Linked DNA regions of Canis lupus: region 2 is linked to region 1. A link is a contact called in public Hi-C data. All regions are on one chromosome and are shown on one strand. The core of a region is the stretch at or near the end of the contact, and the rest is flanking DNA. Distances in the headings are between cores, read along the strand shown. Region 1 holds the start of LOC119877201 (collagen alpha-1(I) chain-like). Region 2 holds the start of OVGP1 (oviduct-specific glycoprotein).

Region 1 (6,127 bases), core at 1,787-4,286:
AAGTGCTTTCATGTAGACTCCTGGTTTAAGAAGCATCTGTGCTCTGAAGAATCCCAAATCTATATCCAACTGTTGTTCTCGACATTTCCTGTGGATGTATACGACAAGCACCTTATGGAACATGCACAAAACAGAAATACTGATTTCCCCCAACCCCAAATTTCTCCTGTTCGCAGCCTTCCCTTTCCCATTAAATGGCACCACCATGAACTCATCCTTCGAGCTCTGAACCTCAGAATCATCCGTGGGGTTTGTTCCTTCACACACTCTCTGCCAAACCCATCCCAACTCAAAATGTACCTGAGTAGCTTTCTCACTCCTTTGTTGCCTTCCTGTTCCAAGTTACCTCCAACAACATCCCTGGTGGCCTTCCTGTGGACATTCGTGCTTCCCTGTTGTGTACTTTACACATAAGAGCAAGAACAGTTGTCATTTTTCAAAAAATATTTTATTCATTTATTCACGAGAGACAGAGAGAGAGAGGCAGAGACCCAGGCAGAGGGAGAAGCAGGCTCCCTGCAGGGAGCCCGACGCGGGACTCGACCCCGGGTCTCCAGGACCAGGCCCTGGGCTGCAGGCGGCGCTAAACCGCTGGGCCACCGGGGCTGCCCAAGGGTAATTATTACAACTGTGGATCAGGCGTGGTCGTTCCTCTGCGCCCCCCCCCCCCCGCCCCGGCTTTTAGTTGCTCTTCCAGGAGCCCACCCACGCGGCTGCGCCGGATCTGGTCCCTCCACGCCTCTCCCAGGTTAACCGCCGCTGCTTTCGGGGTAGCTGGTTCCATTCAGCCCTGCCGGCTTCTCGCTGCTCCTGCAACCTACCAGGTCTGTTATGGTCACCTCTGAGCTTCGGGCCGATCGACCTTCGGTGTGGGAAGGCTGTCCCCGCCAGGCCCCCGGCCCCGCCCCCGCCCCCGCCCCGCGCGCACCCAGCACAGGTGTCTGCGAAGCCTGTTCCTTCTCATCACACGGTAGGACGCGCGCTCCCAGGCCTCCTCTGCGGGGCAGCATCCGGCCCGCTACGGAGCCACCGCACGCCCGGCGTCGCCTCTCTCCACGCTGCTTAGCAGGACCTGCCATCGCCGTCGTCTGGCTGCCCGTCTCCCCTCCCGCCCCGCTGGGGTTCAAGCTTCGCGAGGGCCCCTGCGCCTCGCACGGAGCCTGGCACTTACCCACACAGCGCGCGCGCTCCCTCCAAGCCGCGACTCCTCCGGCATCTTCGGGCCCCTCCCCGTGCGCTTTCCGCCCTCCGCAGCCTCCCGCCCGCGCTCCGCAGGGCCCCTGCACCGCGCTCCTCCCCCCGGTCCTCAGCGCCCACCGCGGTCCTCTGCGCGGCTGCTTTAAGCGGACTCCGGAAAGTCGCGGGGGGCGGGGCCGACGCCGCCTGGGGGCGTGGCCGGGGGCGTGGCCGGGGGCGTGGCCTGCGTGCTGCGTGCTGCGTGCGTGCGCGTTCTGGAGGCGCCGCCGCCGCTCTCGAGGCCGCCGTCGCCGCCGTCGCCGCCGCGCAGAGCCGGAGCCGGAGCCGGAGCCGGAGCCACGGCCGAGAGGAGGGAGGAGGTGGAGGTGGAGGTGGAGGTGGAGGAGGAGGTGGAGGAGGCGCCGGGCCGCGGGGTGAGTGAGGCGCGGGCAGCCCGGGCCGGCCGCGGGGCGCGGGGCGCGGGGCGCGGGGCGCGGGGCGGCCGAGCCAGGGCAGCGGCGGCCGCTGCGGCGGGTCAGTGCCGGGGCTCCCCCTTCCTCCTCCGCGTCCCCTCGGGGTCCGGGGCGGCGGCCCGGGGGCCTGGCCGGCGGGAGGGGCGGAGGGAGGGCGGAGGGCGGAGGGGCGGGAGCTCCGGAGGCCCCGCCGCCGCCGCCAGGGCCGGAGCCGGCCACGCCCGCGGACCGAGCCGGTGCGCCGTGGCTGGGCCTGCGGGAGGCGGGCGGGAGGGGCCGGGGCCGGGCGCGCGAGAGAAAGAGGACATTGTGTCCCCCGCGCTCCAGCCCCGCGAGGTGTCACGGCCCGAGCCCGCTCGCCCCCGCGCCGTCGCTCGCCACTTGCTGCCCGAGGGCCGCGGAGCCCCGCACGCCGCTGCGCCTTCCCCGCTCCTTGCATGTCGCCGGGCCCGGCACGGAGCTTCCCCGCGACCCAGCCCTCCGCTCGGGGCGCGCGACGGGGTCCGAAGGCCGGCGGACCCGGTGCCTCCTCGCTCCGCCGGGGCAGGGCGGGGGGCGGGGGGCGGGAGGCGGGAGGCGGGAGCGCCGGCCTCCCTTTCCTGCCTTTATTCCGCGGTGCCGAGGGCGGGCATCTCCACGGCCACTCCGCGTCCCGGCCCCGCTCCCGCCCTCTCTCCTCGCGTCCCCGGAGCCCGAGCCCGAGCCCGAGCCCGAGCCTGCCCGCGGGGCGTTCGCCTGGTCGGCGTCGCTCTTCCCGGATCCACGCTCCGCCCCTGAACTCTGCTGGGGAGGAGGCCGGCCACCGCGGGACTCCAGCCTCCCTTCGGCCCGGGGCCCGGGGGCTGGGGGGAGCGTGGCTTGTCCCCCCGGGAAGTCAGGGGCCGTGTCCTCTGCCGGGCCGCGTGGTTCCCTGCGACGGGGAGACGGGGAGGGGAAGACGCTGGCGCCCGAGCAGTGGGACCTCCTCGCGGGGCTGAGCACCAGGGCTCTGGGCGACCTTCTGACCCCTCGGGAAGGAGAACCGACGTGGAGTCACCTACTCCTTGCTGGGGGGGAACACGGTGTCGTCATTGCCCTGAAGGAAGGAGGGCATCGGAGAGAAAAGGGATCACGGCAGGACGTCCCTGGGCCTCACAGGTGGCCGCGGCCTTCTGCCTCCCGGGTCCGGGGTGATGATTCTTTCTGTTTCCATCGTAGTAGGAGTCAAGCAGCTGCTCCTAGTTTTAAGGTAGGGCGCCTGCCTTCAAAAGCACGCTGCAGGGCAGTCTCAAGGGATGCTGCTGGAAACAGGATTCGGAAACTTTCTTCTGGTTTCCTGTCAATGTGTGGAGGCGGGCACGCATGTGTAGTTTTTCTTTCCTTTTGATGTCATTGGTATCTGCAGTACTTTGACATAATAAGCACTAAGTCAGCACCTTCCCCCCCCCCAGCTTTTCTCGGTCTTTATTATGATTCCTTATACCGCTTTCTGTTCTGAGACTGTATTTGCATTGGGTGCAGTTATTTATTTATTTAGCCAGTCTGGTGTCTCACTGAACCTTGTTTCCTTGGTATTTTCAACCGTGTACTGCAGAGTATGGTTCAGTGTAAGCTAGTGAGGATCACACAGTGTCTGGCACAGTGCAGGCACTCGGAATTTTATGGGTGGGTTGAATGATTACAAGGAGGTGTCTAGGTAGGATATATTTTCTGTTCGTTGGAAGGTAGCTTATGTTAGGATAGTACACTTCCAGTGTGAAACAGTAATTCTTAACCTTTTCTAGGCCACTGACACCTTTGAGATTATGATGAAATATATAGATTTTCTCTCCAGGAAAAAAAAAAAAAAGTTAACAGACGTTCATGCATGACATTTTGCATTCAGTTTCAGGTTCCCTCCGAAACCAAGCATAGATATCCGTCTCAAAGGAAAACTGGAATCCCCGAGTGTTATTCAATTCCATATTAAAACTGTTCAAAAGCCTTTGTTCACTTTCCGTGTGGCCTCAAGGGTGGCAGTGTCTGTCGGTACTTACAGACCAAACTTTGGGTCTTTAGGAATAAGATTTAAGAGTAATTGTTACTACAATTGTATGAAGAAGAGTTGTCATTAATAACTACTACCAGTCAGTTTTGAGCTAATACACTAATGGCTTCCAAGGAAATAAGATTGCTGTGGTCACTTTTGGCAGCCTAAAATCATAATCACAACTGACTTAAATTTTTATTGTACAAACTCCTTAGTAACGTGATCAACACTTAAATGTTCGCAAATCAAATTATTCATTTTTCCTGTTCTCTTCCGAGCTTGTTTAAATGCACGGTTTTTCATGTAGTTAATAATTATTATACCAGCATTTAATATCACTTCAACAACTGCTTTTTGAATGCCTGTTGTGTGAATAAAATCAAGTTCTTGTTGTCATGGAGCTTATATTTTAATCAGAAGAGATGGGCCATAACCAAATAAATGTAGACTATATTACATGATAAGAGCCATGCAGAAGAGTCAATTAGGGTGAGGGAAAGAGAGAAGCAGTGGCAGGGATGGCATGAGACTGGAGCAGAGACCCAAAGGAAGTGAGTTAGATGTGCTCTCTTGGGGAAGAAAGTTGTAGGCAGAGGGGACTGCAAGTGCAAAGCCCCCCCCCCCCCCCCTCAGTGTACTTGGCCTTTTGAGAACAACTAGGAATACAGCAAGAGGGAGTGAGGGAGCATTAGGTTAGAGAAGTAACAGCCTTGTAGGTCATGGTAAAAACTTCAGATTTTACTTTTTTTTTTTTTTTAAGATTTTATTTGTGAGAGAGAGAGAGAGAGAGAGAGAGACAGGCAGAGGGAGAAGCAGGCTCCATGCAGGGAGCCTGATGCAGGAATCGCCCCGGGGCTCCAGGATCACGCCCTGGGCCAAAGGCAGGTGCTAAACCGCTCAGCCACCCAGGGATCCCGGATTTTACTTTAAATGAGATGAGCAATCAACTATTGGAGGGTTTCAAGTAAAAGAGTTTGTGGGAATCCTTCTGGCTGCTGTGTGGAAATCAACTTGGTGGGAATTGGCCAGGGCAAGAGTATAAGCAGGAAGACCAGTTAGGAGGTTTAATCTTTATTTTAAGCCTTTTTCAGAGGTTGCAAAAATACTCCATCTACGCGTTACCGATTGTTGGGCATGTAGATAGTTTCACTTTACTAAAATTATGATGAAATGAACACTTTGTATATGTAGCATTTTCTTTCTTTCTTTTGGAATTTTTTCTTGGGATGATTTCCAGAAGAAGAACTGAATCAAAGTATATGAATTTACTTGTCTTCTTGATGTATCCTGTGAATTACTTTAAAAAATATGTTGTACTAGTTAAAGGGATAGCCACAGTTGTTGATCTTCAGTGTTATGGTAGTGTTACTTGCATTGAGTATTATTATTTAATACTTGAAAAAAATCATTTGAGTTATAAAAGAAGATCTTTTAGTTAGGTTGAATTTTCAAAGAGCTTGAATTTAAAGTTCATATCATAATTTACCTCTCCAACATTTAACAACAGAGTGCTAATTGTTGGTGATACAGAAATGAATTAGGGTATTTGTCCTCAGGGAGTTTTACATTCTGTCATGATTCAGAATCTAATAGTTAAATAACTTAAAAGTCTTGCCAAAGTTTACTACCATCCGTGAACTTTGTTATTATATGACTGATCTTTTATATAAAATACACATTCCAGTCGAGCATCTAATTTTTCATATTGGCAATTCCTGTTTTTTTTTTTTTTAACACAAAGGGATTTTTATTTTTTTAAAAGATTTTATTTATTTATTCACGAGAGACCGAGAGAGAAGGAGAGACAGAGAAACAGGCAGAGGGAGAAGCAGGCTCCATGCTGGGAGGAGCCTCACGTGGGACTCCATCGGGGTCTCCAGGATCATGCCATGGGCTGAAGGCGGCGCTAAACCTCTGAGCCACCTGGGCTGCCCATAAAGGGATTTTTAAATGATATCTGCAATTTGTTTAATTTCTGTTATGTGTGTCTTTAGAATCTTAAAACTGACAGCCCCATGTTTTGTTCTTTGCAATAAATTATGCAACTAGTACTTAGTTGAATTTTTAGACAGTTGTAATTCTTTATAGCTTTCAAAACACAGAGATTATTGTTTTGTTAAATAAGGTTAGCATTGCATCTTTGACATTTTATTTAGTTTATAAGGAAGAATGATACCAGTCGGTTTTTTTTTTTTTTTTTTTGTTTGTTTTTTTTTTTACCAGTCGGTTTTGATAGAAATTTTACCACTGTGAGAGCACTGCTCAGCATTTCTAGTTCTGAAATCTAGATGGCTTGATTTGGCATGAGCAGGCAACTCCACCATCTCTAAAGTGAGTGAGTTGAATAATTGAGTTACCTGCAAGCAGCTAGCACTGTGTCTGACACATGCTAGGGATCCAACAGATGTTCATTGAACTTCAAATAACCTCTAAGTTCCCAGTTCTAAAATTCTCTTATTTTAGAAGTTCA
Region 2 (6,127 bases), core at 931-3,430, 160 kb before region 1:
ACAGGGCAAGTAACAGAAGGGCTCGAATGCTATTACAAGAAAATGAGATATTAAACCACAAGCCACGGAAATCATGAAAGGTGAGGGACTACAGATGGAGAGATGAGGTGAGTGCCACTATCAGTGTGAAGTAAAACTTGGAAGCAAAAGGGAGCATCAGAAATGGAAAGGGAGGATCACTGACCAAGTGGAAAAAGATGCCAAAGAACTTGGGAACCCACTGATAGTGAGGAAGCAGGAGGGGTGGAAAAGGCCTGTGAGGTGGAGTCTCATGTGGCTAAAGGATGGGGAGGCCAGTACTAGAAACAGGAAAAACACATGTGTTCCAACAAGAACTTCCTTTAACTGACATGTCCTATGTCATTGCCTACTGGGCTTCTGCAAAGGCCTATTCACAATGTATTGCAATATCTCTAAGGAAATGTTATAGACATGTCATAATAAATCATAATAAATCACTGCATTCTTACAGTAAGCCCAACTTTACTGGGTGAGGCTAATAGGATAGTAAAAACACCCAAAGGATGTGTAAAATGCAGGAGCAATCAGCACAAGGACCCACCAGAAGTCTTTGCTACCTGCGTGCCAGAGCTCAGGACACTGACTGTAGACATGATGTCATCATGCTCATACTTGCAGAACTCGCTGACAATGAGTGTCTGGTTCTTGTCCAGCTCCCACAACTCAACAGCACCTGTTGGGAGTGGGGAGAAGGTTGAGGGAAATGAGTGTGGATTACACCAAGATAGTAATTCACTTTCAGGATTCAAGTGAGTCCACTGTCACTAAACTAATAAAATAAGCTATCACTATAAAAGCAAAAGCAAAATCCACTATCACAAGAGGATTCAGCTAATTTCCAAGTCACCTGGCTTTATGCAGGCATTACTGTTTTCTTAATAACAGTCCAGACAATTAGGCAAGGAAAGTTTCTAGAAAGACAGGAAAAGATGGAATGGCTGGCAAAATCCATTATCTGGCTTCCAGTAAGAAGACACTAGAGATTAAGTTCCAGGAGACATGGAAAAAGTGTCAACAATCTGTGTAGCACACAATCCAGTGTGGTCAAATCTTCCCAATTGGTTGGACATTAGTATTTGTTGAACAATTTGAATAAACACCTTACAGCTTCTTTAAAAATACTGTAAATAACTGACTGTCTTGCACAGTGACAGGTTAAGTACAGAGAGCCCCCCCCCAAAAGTTATCTTGAATATGTAGTGCTCAAGCTGAATTGTCAAAGGCTCAGTCTTTAATGCCCACTTTTATCCTTCCATGCAATGCCTGCCAATCCCCAAATTCTGATTTTTTAGTTCCAAGGACTCCACTGCTGAATTTGACTTTCAAAGCAAACAAAGCAGAAGGAAGACAGTTAGAGAGAAGAAAACAGGAGGAAATAGAGACAGCACAGACTGGCTTAAGCATCATCTTTAAGATCAAGATTATCCTTAGTCTGGGTTGAGGGGGGGGGGGATATGGGAAGGTTGCCGGGAAGAAAAATGGTTCTGATCCATTTCTTGTTTTTTTTTTTTTTATAAAGTTATTTTTTATTGGTGCTCAATTTGCCAACATACAGAATAACACCCAGTGCTCATCCCGTCAAGTGCCCCCCTCAGTGCCCGTCACCCAGTCACCCCACTCCCCTGCCCTCCTCCCCTTCTACCACCCCTAGTTCGTTTCCCAGAGTTAGAGTCTCTCCTGTTCTGTCTCCCTTTCTGATATTTCCCACTCATTTTTTCTCCTTTCCCTTTTATTCCCTTTCACTAATTTTTATATTCCCCAAATGAATGAGACCATATAATGTGTGTCCTTCTCGGATTGACTGACTTCACTCAGCATCATACCCTCCAGTTCCATCCACGTCGAGGCAAATGATGGGTATTTGTCGTTTCTAATGGTGAGTAATATTCCACTGTATACACAGACCACATCTTCTTTATCCATTCCTGACCCATTTCTTAATTTTGTTAGAAATTCCCACGAGGCAATTCAGAATCTCCGAAAAGCATTTTCCTGCTACACAAGATCTCTCCTTCAGACCAACACCCCGAAGCTCCCCCTAGCATTGAAGATGGGACATTAAAGATTGAGCCCGGTCCGCCCCACGTCCCATCCTTCATTCCACCTGTGGGGTTGAGGAGACAGGGACTCACCTGAGTCGGACGCCACTAGGATACCTGTCCCCAACCCAGGGCGGCCGGCCACTCCGGCCTCTGTCTGCACAGCGGAGCAGAAGCCTTCGTTGGGGGCGGCACAGGGGTCCTTGAAGAGCCAGAGCGAGCCAGCCCAGCAGCGGGCACTCAGGCTGCAGGCCCCAAGCAGGAGCGCCCCGTGGACGGGAAGCACCAGCGGCCAGCGCGGGAGCAGAGAGCAGGCTCGTCTCCATGGTGACCGCACAGCGGCTCGCGGCCGCGTCGGGATCTGAGCTCAAGGACCCGGCGCAGGGGTGGGGACTGAACTAAGGGACGCGAGCCAGGGGGCGGGGCGGGGCGGGGCGGGCTGGAAAGGGCATCGCCCCCAGCCCAGGTGAGGGGGCCCCCGGGCCCGGGACCTCGGCTCCCCGGGCCGACACTGCGCAGCCTCTAACTGCGGTGCCAAACGAGCGGGTTCCACTCGCGGGGGGCGCTGGGGGGGGCGGGGCTCCCTGCCGCATCTCCACGGCTCCAGCTCCAACCTGGACGCAAACTGGGCGCGCGCCCGAGACTCGGCTCCCGGAGCCCCCGCGTGGTACCCTCCGGGCCTCCGCTCCTTCCCACAGGCTCCGGCCACTCTGTGTCTCGCGAGAACTGCTTCTACGGTTCCGTGGCGCGGTCGGCAGCGCCCTCTGGCAAAAGGTTCATCCCGCGCCATGCCTAGTATCGCGAGAAAAAAATTCGAGGCAAAGGTAATGGACGGAGGGCGCCATGCTTTCCTCTCGCGAGACTTGTGAGGGCGCCATGCTTTCCTCTCGCGAGACTTGTGAGCGGCAGTCTTCCTGCGGCCCCCGAGGGAGTACCTGGTCCAGGTGTCAGTGACGCCGACGCTGCTGCGGGGGGCCTCGTTGACCTTGCTGTTCCGGGCGGTGCTTTCAGCGGCCGCCGCGGTGGGTGAGAGGCCTACACCCTGGTCCGAGCTGTCAGAGTGATTGCAAAGGAGCGCGTCTAGGGTTGTCGGCAGGGGTGGGAGTAACGGGGGTGCATAAAGGTGCAGCGAGACTTGGGCCTGACCGGGGTATGCATCCCCCGCCCCCCCCCGCAAGGGTAGCGCGGGGGCCTCGGGGCGCAGGGAGGGCGCACGCCCTTAGTGGGCGGGGGACGGTCAGATTTCACCTTGACCTTGCTGACCTGTGCCTTGTTTACCTGCAGCCCCCTGTCTGAAGAATCCAGTTCTTGGTCCAGGGTAAGTGAGAAGGACGTCACGCTTGGTCCTTGTTTTATCACCTCCCTTCACTTCTCCGTAACCCCTTCTTAGCTTTACGCCCGAAATCACCCTTTGTTGGGTAATTTTGAAAGGCCTAAAGCTTCATTCCAACAGTGGTGCCCCTGTGACTGCCTGCAACTTTGTCGTCTCGTCTCATGGCAAAGAGTTAAGAGGATAAGTGATGTGTTGTAACAAAACTAGAAGCTGGTTTCGGTGTCTCCGGCCCTTTTTCCCTCGTGATCTTCATCGAGGCTTAAGTGCCACGGCGGGAATCGGGAGTTTCCAGATCGCTCACTCTAAAACAAGTTTTCTTTTTTTTTTTTTGGAAGGGAATAATTAATAGTGTTTATTTTTTTTATGTATATTTTTATTGGAGTTCCATTTGCCAACATATAGTATAACACCCAGTGCGCATCCTGTCAAGTGCCCCCCTCGGTGCCCGTCACCCATCCCCCCGCCCACCTCCCCCTCCACCACCCCTTGTTCGTTTCCCAGACTTAGGAGTCTCTCATGGTTTGTTACCCTCTCTGATTTTTCCCCACTCATTTTCTCCCCTTAAAACAAGTTTTCTTAAATAAAACAATGAAGCATATTATTTTTGAGCTCAGCCTCCAAGAGGAGGCAGCTGTAGAGTAGTGGTTTAGAGCAAGGACTAAAGCTAGAGGTATACACCTGGTTTCTCCACATAACAAGTTGTGTGACCTCAATTTCCTCCTCTGCAAAATGGAAATAATAGTACATTATGGGTTAGGAGAACTAAGAGACTTAATTCCCGTAAAATTCTGAAAACAGTGTTCAGTATATACTGAACTATATACATAGTATATACTATGTGCTTAGTGTTGGCATGTTATTAATGTTTCATAAATCATGTTAATTTTCTTTGGAATTACTCTTTTTGCTTCCAGACTTAGACCTAAATCTTGCCAAATTTAATATTGATGCCTTGGAAAAATAGCTTTTAATCCATCTGTAATTAATTTTTGTGTGTGCAATAAAGTGAGGCTAAAATCGCTTCCAGCTTACCAGGGAAGAGAGAAAAAAGATTCCATACAGACAGGTAAACAATTTTAATAGAAATCAAATAAAATAATTACATATGTAAGATATAAGGAGCATACTCATTTTCTCTCTGTTTTCACATTCTATGCCTAATACATCAGCAAGGCTTTTCCTCCAAATTATATCTGGACTCTAACCACTCTTCCACTATCACTGCTACTGAATTATGAACTGCCATAAACTTTCACCTGGTCTATTTCAGTAGTCTCTTAACTTGTCTCCTTACATCTCTATTCTTGTCCCATTACAGCCCATTCTCCTACTAGCCTTAGGGATTCCATAAGCCCCAGGCCCCAACAAAACCCTTCAGAGCTCCTCTTTCCACAACCCCAGTACAATGTCAATGCTGGGACCTTATCTGTTCATTGCTTATGCCCCTGGCACCTGACATAAAGGTCAGTGAATGTAAGATTGGAAAGGCCTTTATAAAGGATATGCTTGAGATGTTCTGAAGGCTGGGTGGGCTTGGCAGCCAACCTGCCAGGCAGAAAGAGCAGCATGAGACATGTTTTTTTGTTTTGGGGAGCTAGAAGTAGTTTCACATGGCTAGAGGGTAGGAGAATGAAGGAAAATGAGGATATAAAATCTGACAGGTGTTGAATCTTATATGCTATGTTAAAGAGTTTGTTTTCTGTAGGCAGGAGAGCCTGTTGAGTTTTGTGTTTTTTAAGATTTTACTTATTCATGAGAGACACAGAAAGGCAGAGACATAAGCAGTGGGAGAAGCAGGCTTCCCACAGTGAATCCTTGCAGGACCTGATCCCAGGATCACGACCTGAGCTAAAGGCAGATGCTCAACCACTGAGCCACCCAGGTGTCCGGAGCCTGTTTAGTTTTTTTTTTTTTTTTTTTAAGATTTTATTTATTTATTCATGAGAGATACAGAGACACAGGCAGAGGGAGAAGCAGACTCACCTCTGGGAGCCTGATGTGGGACTAGATCTCAGGATCCTGGGTCATGACCTGAGTTGAAGGCAGAAGCTCAACCACTGAACCACCCAGGTGCCTAATCCTATATAGTTTTAAAGTCAGGTTTGCATTTTAAAAACATTGGCACTAGTGTGGAGGAGCTAAGTTTAAAGGGGTGTTTGTTGAGAAGTAGAGACCAGGTTTTGGATTATTAAGTAGTTTAGGCCAGAGACGATAAGGGCTTTAAGAGAGCCTGTTCAAGAGAGGATTTGAGTTGGCCTAAACTATTTAAATCAGTGGTTCTGGGTGGCTCAGTTGGTTGAGCATCCGACTTTTGATCTCAGCTCAGGTCTTGATCTCAAGGTTATGAGTTCAAGCCCCATGCTGGGCTCCACATTGAGCATGGAGCCTACTTAAAATATAAAAATAAAAATAATAAATCAATGGTTCTCATCCTGGACCAACATTGCCCTCCAAGGGACATTTGGCAATGTCTGAAGATGTTTTTGGTTGTCACCACTGGATGGGATGGGGGGATGTTGACTGGCGTTTAGTGTATAAAAGCCATGAGGATACAGCTAATCACTCTACAGTGCATAGAACATCCTTCCACAGCAACAAAAAATGCCAATAGTGATGAGATTGAGAAACCCTGATTTAAATGAAAGAACCTCGAGCATGATTCTCAAATTACAAAAGTTAGTGGGCTAGCTAAAACATGGGGAGGCAGAAATAACCTTCAAAAGATAAGCAGCTC

The links. A called contact is a pair of places that touch in the nucleus more often than the background predicts.
Region 2: a Hi-C map of blood shows a contact between it and region 1, with 3 times the contacts expected there. The contact joins the promoter of OVGP1 here to the promoter of LOC119877201 in region 1. A contact is called at or near these places in 2 of 9 Hi-C or Micro-C datasets (both in blood).

What each region holds. Positions count from the first base shown.
Region 1 is chr17:64,554,683-64,560,809 of UU_Cfam_GSD_1.0, reverse strand. LOC119877201 (collagen alpha-1(I) chain-like) reads right to left here and starts at 3,036. Exons shown (of 5, transcript XM_038562424.1): 1 at 2,690-3,036; 2 at 1,993-2,559; 3 at 1,600-1,902; 4 at 929-1,383; 5 at 504-817. The coding sequence starts at 2,742. The coding sequence ends at 750. RAP1A (ras-related protein Rap-1A) reads left to right here and starts at 1,593. Exons shown (of 9, transcript XM_038562377.1): 1 at 1,593-1,610.
Region 2 is chr17:64,715,402-64,721,528 of UU_Cfam_GSD_1.0, reverse strand. It overlaps OVGP1 (oviduct-specific glycoprotein), which reads right to left and starts at 2,180. Exons shown (of 16, transcript XM_038562387.1): 1 at 2,154-2,180; 2 at 579-694. It also overlaps the pseudogene LOC119874797.